2 separate regions of the Sus scrofa genome follow, and region 1 is linked to region 2. The links are chromatin contacts, called in public targeted proximity ligation maps. All regions are on one chromosome and are shown on one strand. The core of a region is the stretch at or near the end of the contact, and the rest is flanking DNA. Distances in the headings are between cores, read along the strand shown.

Region 1 (5,645 bases), core at 667-3,166, 100 kb before region 2:
AATAGTCAGCTAGACCTGACTACTACTGAAAGAACAACTCTAATAAGAACAGCCATTCCAAATCACTAGCCCACTGTTAAAAAAATTCAAAATATCTCAAATCGGTGATCTGTAATGAGGCTTAATAACTAGGATTTCTGAGAGGTTTTTTTTTTTTTATTTTTTTGTGTGTGTGTCTTTTTGTGATTTCTTGGGCCGCTCCTGCAGCATATGGAGGTTTCCAGGCTAGGGGTCCAATCAGAGCTGTAGCCGCCGGCCTACACCAGAGCCACAGCAAGGCGGGATCCGAGCCACGTCTGCGAACTACACCACAGCTCATGGCAACACCCGATCCTTAACCCACTGAGCAAGGCCAGGGATCAAACCCAAAACCTCATGGTTCCTAGTCAGATTCGTTAACCACTGAGCCATGACAGGAACTCCCAAGATTTCTGAGAGTTTAACAAAGAATAAAAAAGCTTCTTTTCTTGATAATTACACTATGTCTTCTGTATGATGGTGAAATGGGATGGGTTTCCATGACTCAGTTTTGTAAAACACAAAAGGGGAGGAAATAGACAAGTAATATAAGGAAACTAAGAAAGACTTTCAAACTTCCTTTATTTCAAAAAGCAGAAGCACTGAGAAATGGAAGCTAAGGTTCATACGGTCCAGAGAGGGCTTTTGACTCTGATCTTTGAAGTCAAGTGTTCACGTCCATGACAGCAAACTCCAGTCATAGGCTTTGAAATGGAAAGATCCAGGGGATAGGAATAAATCAAATACCAGTAGAATATTTTTTAAAGTACATGTTGGCTTTGAAAGGAACTTCGTGCTTTCATAGAGTGGCATTGTATTTCCTTTCTTCATCAAGTTTGGATTAGTTGAAATCAAAATTGGTTTCTGTTTCCTGAGCCACTGGAAGTGGGGAGAGATGGATTAGAACATTCTTCTGACTAAAAGGATTATAGCTTAACCAAAGGCAATCCACAAAGTAGAATCCCGAACTCAGATAATCTGGAGCTCAGTTTAACACATATTCTGCCTGAAGAAATCCAACATTCATGACGAAGAAAGCCCAACTCAAAACCAGTAGCATCACCTTCTCTTACTCCCACCAAGTGAAGGTAAACTGGAGAACGGCTAAGCTCCAGAACAGTGCGTTTTAATCATCATATTTTTCATGCCTCTCTCAGAGGAAATGAGACGTAATCCAGTTCCTGCATAGGCCTTTTCAGGAAATTGCTCATCTGCCTAATTAAGCTCTTCTTTCTTCACAGGTCTGTAGACACATTCAGCAGACGTATGACTTCCAGAAAACCTTTGTGTCCTCTTTCTGTCGGTCATTGGAGATTTCTGATGGAATGGAATCGCCTTAAAATGGAGATGTGGGGGGAGTTCCCACTGTGGCTCAGCAGAAACAAATCTGACTAGTATCCATGAGGTTGTGGGTTTGATCCCTAGCCTCGCTCAGTGGGTTAAGAATCCTGCCTTGCCATGAGCTGTTGCGTAGACTGCAGATGGGGCTTGGCTCCTGCATTGCTGTGGCTGTGGTCTAGGCTGGAAGCTGTATTTCCAATTCAGCCCCTAGCCTGGGAAGTTCTGTATGCTGCAGGTGTGGCTCTAAAAAGAAAAAAAAAAAAAAATGGAGATTTTTGGAGATTAAAATCCCCATTTTTAGGAGATTCCATCACCTTGTATTAAGCACCAGCTAAGCTTCTGGGACACATCATTAAAAAGCGTCATTTCCTATAGGGAAGCACTTTTTATGAAAGGGTGCATATTGAAAGGCCTAAGCGACTATGCTGATGACTTTATACCTTGTCGCTAGCATAGAGTATCTAACTGCTCAATGGCTCCAAGTTTATCAGTGCTCAGGCAAGCATGTTCCAACTCATTTATCTGTTTTTTTCAGTAAAACAGTCATTGTACTTTGTCCCTCTGCCACTTTCATAATATGCAACAGAGCACTTACCCTCTGTCCTACCCGTCACCAGTTAACCTTGTTTTATTTCCTGTCGTGGCAAAGTTAGCACAAACCACTTCCCTTCCACCACAACCATTTACCATTTCTTCCTTCCTAAGCCAGCTTCTTAATTTCTTTTTTTTTTTTAATTTTTTTTTAATTTCTAATGTAATTGAAAAAAACATGTAACAGACATTTATGGAGTCCCACGTCAGATGCTGGGCACATGAAACAAAATAAGAGAGGGATTTTGCAAGAAGTTTGCAAATTCAGTAGGAAGAAAAATACAGAATTAATCAAAAACCCCACATCCAACAATAATAGGAGCAAAAGGGGAAAAAAAAGTCATCTAAATAGCCTGCTAAAGAAGCAAAAAGAGGAAGGAAACAAACTATCATTATTCTCCCTACCTATGGGGAAAAATGTTACTTTTACGTGCTTTTATACTTTGCAAATAATACTATTCAAATATGTGGTCACGCGCGTCTTGTTAGGCGGTGGTGGGTAGCAGTATGTTCATCCTCTCCCACTGACCTATTATGTCTAAGTACTTAAAAAAGAAAATTGATTCTTATGTATGAAGTTATACCAACACAGAATATAACAATATATGAGGTTAAGAGAAATGAAGAGCCCAATTTTGAAGTCTGCTGAAGCTAATACTTCAATAGCCTGCACCTCAAAAAGCATACTATAGCACTGATAGAACAGGCCTGGAACCTAAGTCTTATTTAGTTTTCCCACCCCCTTAGCCCACCTTGAATAAAACCGTTCAGCTTCTTAGATATGTCGAAAGACAACACCATAGAGATAATTATAGGCCTTCAAGCAAGTCTCTAGATTTGAGAGTTAACATTCCAGTAGTTCTGGAATTCTCTCAGCTCTGTTCATACACACCAAAATAGTTGGAAGAGGATTTCATTCATCTCTGTGCAACCCAAGCCTGAAGGCTCCTAACATCTGCTGCATTTATAGGTTGAGAGCAGATTCAGGCAAGGTCAGTTCCATTCCATTCAACAATTATTTGAGCCCAGGGAGTCTTAATTATTTGAACATGCATTATGCCCCATCCCCCAATTACATGGTTGCTTAGGGAAGCAAAGAAGCACTGTAACACACAAATATTCATAAAGGGGCTGATTGACCTCTCGTAATACTAGTCACCACTGTCCCACTCTCCTTAACCCCTAACCTATGTCTCAACCCACCATACAATACCAACTCTGACTGATGGGGTAGATTTTACAGACCTTTAATCAAACAATGCAAATGCAGTGCAATAGATTGCCAAGCAAAATGGCAAATATTGCAAAAGTTGTAGGATTTCGTAAGATTGGATGAAAGCGATGTCGGAAAAATTCTTGGATCACACACACTCATACACACAAAAAGAACTGGCAAAAGTGAACCTATTAAAAATTAATGAAGAGGAAATCAAGGATACTGATGTGATAGGTGGAGCAAAAAATAACTATTTGATGAAAAGGATTAAGAGAGGACTTTAAGAAAATTGGTGAAGTCCTCATTTAATATAAAAATAAACTCCATTGTGATACCACTGCAAAAGGTATATATACATTAAGTGGAGGTTTCAATATTGCTACCATATAACTTTATTAGAAAAATTAGGCTGAAAAGAATTATCAGTATTTGATTCATCTTTGTTTTCTTAAGGTGCTAAATATAATTTAACCTAAATTTATTTAAATGTAAGTAAGAATAAGCAAATTAACACCATGAGGTTTAATTTCCCTTTGAAGATACAGACTCAATTCATGGTTCTTTTAATTATTAAAAAGTCTGAGGAGCTGCCATCATGGCTCAATGGAAACTAATCTGACTAGCATCCATGAGGATGTAGGTGTGACCCCTGGCCTTACTCAGTGGGTTAAGGATTCGGTGTTGCCATGAGCTGTGGTGCAGGTCACAGATGCAGCTCGGATCTGGCATTGCTATGGCTGTGCTGTAGGCTGTAGCTCCAATTCAACCCCTAGCCTGGGAACCTCCATGTGCCATGGATGCGGCCCTAAAAAGACAACAACAACAACAAAAATTTTAAATGTAAGTGGATTCACTTTCAGGAGCATTATACATATATATGTATGTATTCATTCCTTAGATTTCGACCCCTTGGATAATGAAGACCCATTCACTGTTCTGGCCATGATCCTTGCCCTGAAGAAACTTCTAAAACCCTGTGAAGCTGCATCAACCATCAAGTCACAGGTGAGCATTATGACAGAAGTGCAGCGGGATTCGTCTGAATCTTCACCTTCATTCCCATGGTCAATTAACTTGGTGCTAACAGAAGGACTTTGTGCCTCATTTTAACCTAAGCATTCCCTTTGATTAAAAGGATGGACCTAACACACTAAGTTAATTTTCCTGGGACTAATGAAAGAACATCTATCAAGGGAAAAAATCAAGGTTATGTACCTCGGGTCCCTAAGGATGCTTAGTTGAAGTAGTGGTCAGGTGCAATGCTATGAAGTACATAGAAGGACGAGAAGATCCTGACCGAAGAGAAAACACAGCCTCCTCCTCCCCAAATGCCCTGGCCCTCTGACCATGGCATTTGTGTTGGAGCTGTATTGGAAAAGCAGTGCTCTCTCTACCATAAGCCACAAAACCCTCAGTGGGAAACAATTTTATATCATCCCTCTCCTTCTAAAGAGATAACCTTGTCTAATACAAGGAGCTCAGATGTTTTGGAATCAGACAGGCTGAACTTTAAATTCCACATTTGTATATACAAGCTGTATAATTTGCACGTTTCCCATCCTTTCAAAACGTTAGTTTCAACCTTTATGCTATAAAAATCATAACATCTACCTCACGGACTTGCCAAGAGACTACAAATGAAATAACGCTGAATGCCCAGTAATGTGCAAGCTTTATAGTAGGCCCACTTTTAAAAAAATATTTGTTCCAACCATGTCCCCCATGGCAAGAGAGATTATGGGGAAGCATAACCGCTCTGGCACCTGGTGGGAAAGGAGGAACTGAAGGGCGCTCGAGGGAGTGTAAGAGGAAGCAGAGAGGGTGACACAGGCTGACTTCCACGGCACCTCCTCCACTCTCCCTTTTCACCCGGGCCGGGTCCTAATGACGTGGAGGTGAGGGATAAGATATCTGTGGGTCAGACCGAAAGTACAGATTCAGTGCATCGGACTCAGAAACTGGGCAGAGCTGCCCAGAGCAGATAATCAGTATAATCACCCTGATCTAATTCAGAGGCCTCAGGGTTCAATCACTCCCAGCTGACAGGTTCTCCTGTCACTGGAAGGAAAACCGCTCGGGCCAACATGTGACCATTGCTAATCGTTTTCCAATCTCAGTGTCAAACACGATTTTTTTCTTCCATGAATGAGTTCGTTTTGTTTTGTTTTGTGTTTTAAGATGATTCATGAAAGGAGGGCTCTTCTAGCCCTTGGGAAAACAGAGATATTCAACAAAAATTGGTTAGTGTTCATGTTAGTCTTCATCTTCCAGGTCTGAACACTTTCGTCTATAATTGGTCCACAGATATTTATTAAGCCCTGAGAATATTTGCTGTATCAGGCGCTGTGAGCGATAGGGAAGAGGTGGGGGATTCAGATTCCACTCTCAAGGAATTCACAACCAGCTAAGTCACACAAGACCTCCCCACTATGAAATAACTGGCCAATGGGACAAAACAAAAATATCTATTCTCAAGTGA
Region 2 (5,299 bases), core at 1,973-4,472:
TAAAACCAGTGATATTTTGGCATCCCTATTATTCCCAATAGAACCCATAACTCAGCTAATAGACTGATCTTATGTTTCCTTTTGTCTGTGGGCCTGAAAAAATAACAACAGAATAAGAACTAAAGCAGAAAACTATCACATGATTCTTAATTCTACTTCCCCTGACCCCTTGAGGAAATGTGTCATTCATACTCTGCCTCTGTGTATCGCAAATGAGTCTGAGAAAAGCCAAAGAGACAGAGTAGGAAGCTGAATCAAAAATGGGAGAGATGTGACCAAGGCGGGGTGAATGGTTGAGAAGCAGACCGCGGTGACTCGCCTCCCTGCACGCTGTCCTCACAGTGAGTCCAAAGAAAGGATGCTTGAGAAGGACGGAAAAGAAATTCAGAGATGCACATCCTGAAATGGGCTGTGCCGATTTTCCCGACCCTCCAGGTCCATCCGCGTCCACCGATGATTTCAAAGTGAAACGATGACTTCCATGGATTTTAAATGGGATCCGGAGATAACGGAAAGGGAAACAGCATCTTGTTTGAAACGTGCTCCTTGGTGCACACAGGCTCACGCAAGGACCGTGGCTGTCACCCACATGATTCGCACTGCCATTAATGCGCATTGATAAAGTGTTGATAAAGCCACAGCCACCACATTCCACCTTTCAGTGAATCTGCATTCCTGCACATTGTTTAGAAACCATCGTGGGGATAGCACAGCGATTTCTGCAGCAAATAACACGGATCCTCATCCACGACAGACTTGCATAATCGTTTGCATAGACCCCGTGAGCCGAAGCATTTGGAGAAATATTGTTTAGTCCAGCAACGTGGTAACAGTCACTGCATAAATCAGTGAGTGAGTGGTTGTGAGGTTTTGGAGGTAGAAGTAAGCAGAAGAGACCCATGGCCTCTTTTTAGAAGAAATTACCTGAATTCAATCAGAAGTCATTGCAGTGACCCAAATGAACCCACTTCTTGCTCAGGCCTGCTACATTAACCACATTACTTTTTGGCCCTAGCAGCAAGGCTGGTTAGGGCCTAACTTAAATCCCTTCCACATTGTAATTCTCTGCGAAGTGGAATAAATAGCACATGGGCTCCGTCACCTGCTAAACATATGTCATGGGGTGTAAATTCATTTATTTGAACCTTAATATTAAAGGAGTTTCTTGATTTTAAATCATCCGATACCAAAGTATGACTTCAATCCAAAGCAGACATGCCCTGGAGAGTTAAGAGACCTTTTCAAAGACAAAGGAGGCTTCTAACCTGCTCACAATTAGCCATTACATGCTACTAGGGGTTGTTTAATTGGGACTGCCACTCTCAATTAACCAGCGACAAGTGAATAGAAGAATGAGTAATCAGAATTAGGTACACATGTTACCAATTATGTCCATTAGGGAGCGTAATGAAATTGCATGTTTTGCTTTGCTTTTCCTTTCTTCTCTAGCTCCAAGAAGTTATATGAAAAAAAGTAGTGACGGGACCGAGCTCAAGCATAAACTTTTTCCTTCTAAGTGTAAGAAAACCACGTACATCGAAGCTCCTGCAGTTCTTCATCATTTGCTCGGCAGTGGAGCTGATCAGAATTCCCTCCGATGCTCTTCAAGATGTCCAGGTGAGGCTCTTTGTGATTCAGACATATGGCTCTTTTTTTTTTTCAGATTTGTGATTTCTTGATCTAGATAATGGCCCCAGCTTTTCCAACAACTTTCTAACTGAAGGAGTATCACTTACGGTATTAATCAGGGTAATTAATGCTCGCTGCTATGATAGCAAACCCCAAATCTCAATGGCTTAACCCAGGAAAAATGTGTTTCTGCCTCAGATCGCTGTCTCATAGCTGTGCCATCTGGAACGCTGAGGGAAAAAAGAACTGAAGGAAGCAGGCCATCTCTTAAGGTCTTAGTGCAAACATGACACACATGGCACTTCTTCTCACTTTTCATTGGCCACAACTATTCATATAGCTCTAAGCTTAACTGCAAGGGAGCCTGGGAAAAGCAAAGGAGTACATTAATACTTGGTGAGTTCTTACAGCCTCTGACACACCCACCATATTTTTATCTGACTCATCATCTGTAATTCTAGGATACCACCTGCCTCCTCCAGACCACACAGAAAGAACAGATGTTTAGAAAGCACTGGGTCACCCATTAAGTGCTGAGCAGCTCTGGAACAGACAGCTTCCTCTCCCAAACTGTTACTTATACCTAGCTTTTTGCAAAGATTAGATTCCTGAAATTTTGGAAGGGAGCTCATCTGCATAAATCAAATTAGGTTTGGAGGTGTTCCTTTTTAAGTAGCTAGAAATTCACTGTGTGAAACGAGCTATTGTGATCTCTGGCTTCTGAGTCAGATACACACACATAGGTGTTATGGCAAAAGAAAACAGCAATTAGCAGATTGTCCTCATGTTTGCAGTTATAAAGGTTGGATGTTTGTTTGTATAAGTAATATTGTGTGATCCGCTGTTTTCAAAAATGGGGAAAATACCCAAAAAGGAGGCATCTGCTTGACTATTTACAGACACAGACATCATTTCAACATTATACCTTCACACACACACACATACACACACACACACACACACACACACACACACACACAAAGGTGGCTTCCCCATCAAAAAGGAAAAAATAAGGAAATACTATAGATCTTTAAGCTCTTCAAAGAGAAAATGGAAATTTCTGCTAAAGTAATGCCGATTTCAACTAGATATTTGAAAAAGTCCCCAAATATTTAGGCTAGCTTAGAGCCTTTCCCACAGGGAAACTGAGATAGTATATGAACTTGTTGATTGAGGAAGGTTTAGGGTTCTGGAAAGAAGAGCTAATGAGGTACTTAGGAAGGTCGTAATTTCATTTAACAATGGGACTTAGGCTTTGTCATTGTTCACATGCATGGATCTGCTTATTCAAAGTAAAACGAAATCCTAATCAATAAAGAGGTATTGCCCTTCGGTGCAGAGCCCTCATTCAGTCCAAACTGTGATCTTAATTATTGCGCAAGACAGTTTCCTTGAACAGACCTCTGAGTGATAACTAAATAAAGCTTCTATGTAAACCATGCCTCTTAACCTTTCACCCCAGGGCCTATGCCTGAATCCCTTCTTTATTAACCTGGTAGCTCTCTCACCACAGCTATCTCTCAGGTAGTCCCAGCCTTTTGGAATAATCAGTCACCTTAGAGAAAGCAGGAAGTGTTTGCTCAGCCAACGTGGTAGTCTTTGGCTATTTCACCCTCCCCAGGGGATCTTGGCCTCTGTACAGCTATAGCTATGACGAGGCTCTCTGCAATAATTCCAAGGGTTGGACTCTAAATGCTGAAAACCCTTTCATAATTGTACACATAAAACCTGGCAAATAAACTGCCTTTTTAAGTGTAATGGAGTTATTTCTGATCCATTCACCAGGAAGCTGTATGTTACACATTAACTGCCATAGCACTATGGCTTATAGCCATTGGCTCCCTCGGAATCTTCAGTCCAGTACTTTAAAAAAAAAATAAAAAGATTTCTAGACTGTTAAGCTGCGGAGAATATGATTATTCATACGAGAAGAGTTGAGATTTTCTAAGAGTCTTTTTCTCCTGTATTTTCTTTAGAATATGTACATGCTCGTAGACTCTTATCTCACACTCACAGAAAGCTTACAAAGTTCATCTCCAATGGAAAACAGGTCAATAACCCTTCTATAGATAAAGATTTCAAACGGTGAGCAATTATCTGATGAATGTACTTCAATTGCTAATTAAGAATAATTTAATATGCAGAAGTCAGGAGTTTATCTTGCCCACATCACAAAGCCAAGTATCCGTAACTACATAGTTAGGGATATCATGTGTTGATTAAAGTTTATTACAAACAAATGAATCAACAGGAAGATACTGAGATTTTACCACTTACTTAAGGCCACTGAGTTCATAAGTCACAGATATTTAGAGCAGACGTGATCTTGAGGGAGTCTCTAAAAACAACTTCACTTTACAGATGAAAGAGGGGCTTGGGAAAAGAGCAAAATCCAGGCTGGGCTCCTCCAGTCTGATTATACCTGACTCTCCTCCTGCATCCCCCCATTTTCCGGCTTCGCATCCGTAGCAGAGGGTGGTTCTCCGTCTCTGCTTTGGGAAACTGGTAACTAACAAGTTGTCTGAGTGATAAGCATTCATAAGCACGCCTGAAGGAAGCAAGGGCTGTTGGTTTCAAAATAACCAACTGTTATTCATAAGTGTGGAATGACAACTTTTTGCTCATCTGTTGAAATTTAGCTGCCTTAAAATAACAAATATTTTCCACTTGTCCCTAACTCATTCTTGTTAACAGAGACAAATGACTCATTGAGAAATGACTTTTGACAGCTTCCAATTGCCTGGTGGATTTTTATAACTGCATTTTACTGGGTCAAGGAGCAGCCATGTGTAACTCTTTGGGGCCATTATTGGGTATAAACTCTGTGGCAACCGCACTTGCCACATTATTCATTTAATCATTTCAAGGCGAATGCCAGGGAGACCAAAGTTAACAATACTCATAGACAGAATGCCTCGTCACAAGTGGGAAAGAGAATTGTCTGCCCTGTCTCCAAGAAGAACCACGTAAGAGAACATGTAGGTGGACTGGATCAAATCCCTTACCGAAACCACAGCTTAATCCTGAGAGCATAACCTACTGACAAGGAGCCCCTTGCACTTTTATTTCTATTTACAAAAGCTACATATATGCTTCTACAGAATCATACAAAATGGCATCCTCTGAGCCATAGATTCTGGAGCTCTAACATATTATTTCTTTTCTTTCTTTTTTTTTTTTTTTTTGTCTTTTTGCCATTTCTTGGGCGGCTCCCATGGCATATGGAGGTTCCCAGGCTAGGGGTCGAATCAGAGCTGTAGCCGCCAGCCTACACCACAGCTCACGGCAACGCCGGATCCTTAATCCACTGAGCAAGGCCAGGGATTGAACCCGCAACCTCATGGTTCCTAGTCAGATTCGTCAACCACGGAGCCACGACGGGAACTCCTCTAATGTATTATTTCACAGGTGAGGAAAGAGATCAAGAAGTATTCTATGAAGATCATAGAAATGGTTAACAACAGAACTCAAGTGAGAACTCAATCTTCCTGACACCTCCTCTAGCGGGCTTTTTGTTCCATTTATGGTTCACCATAATTCTTATGTTTTTAGGTTTTTATTTTTTCTATTGTAGTTGATTTACATTGTTTTGCAGTTTCTGCTGTGCAGCAAAGTGACCCAGTCATATATATGTGTGTGTGTGTATATGTGTGTGTGTGTGCATGCGTGT

Evidence for each region.
Region 1: a contact with region 2 is called in a targeted proximity ligation map of alveolar macrophages. A contact is called at or near these places in 1 of 5 promoter capture datasets (liver), 9 of 47 Hi-C or Micro-C datasets (adipocytes, embryonic fibroblasts, fibroblasts and 3 more) and 2 of 2 datasets of targeted methods (alveolar macrophages and skeletal muscle).

What each region holds. Positions count from the first base shown.
Region 1 is chr5:93,476,737-93,482,381 of Sscrofa11.1, reverse strand. No RefSeq gene overlaps it. Among named protein-coding and RNA genes, the nearest start is that of DUSP6, 180 kb to the right of the region's middle.
Region 2 is chr5:93,378,699-93,383,997 of Sscrofa11.1, reverse strand. It overlaps LOC110260804 (a long non-coding RNA gene), which reads left to right. Exons shown (of 3, transcript XR_002344275.1): 1 at 1-848; 2 at 1,450-1,617. Among named protein-coding and RNA genes, the nearest start is that of DUSP6, 78 kb to the right of the region's middle.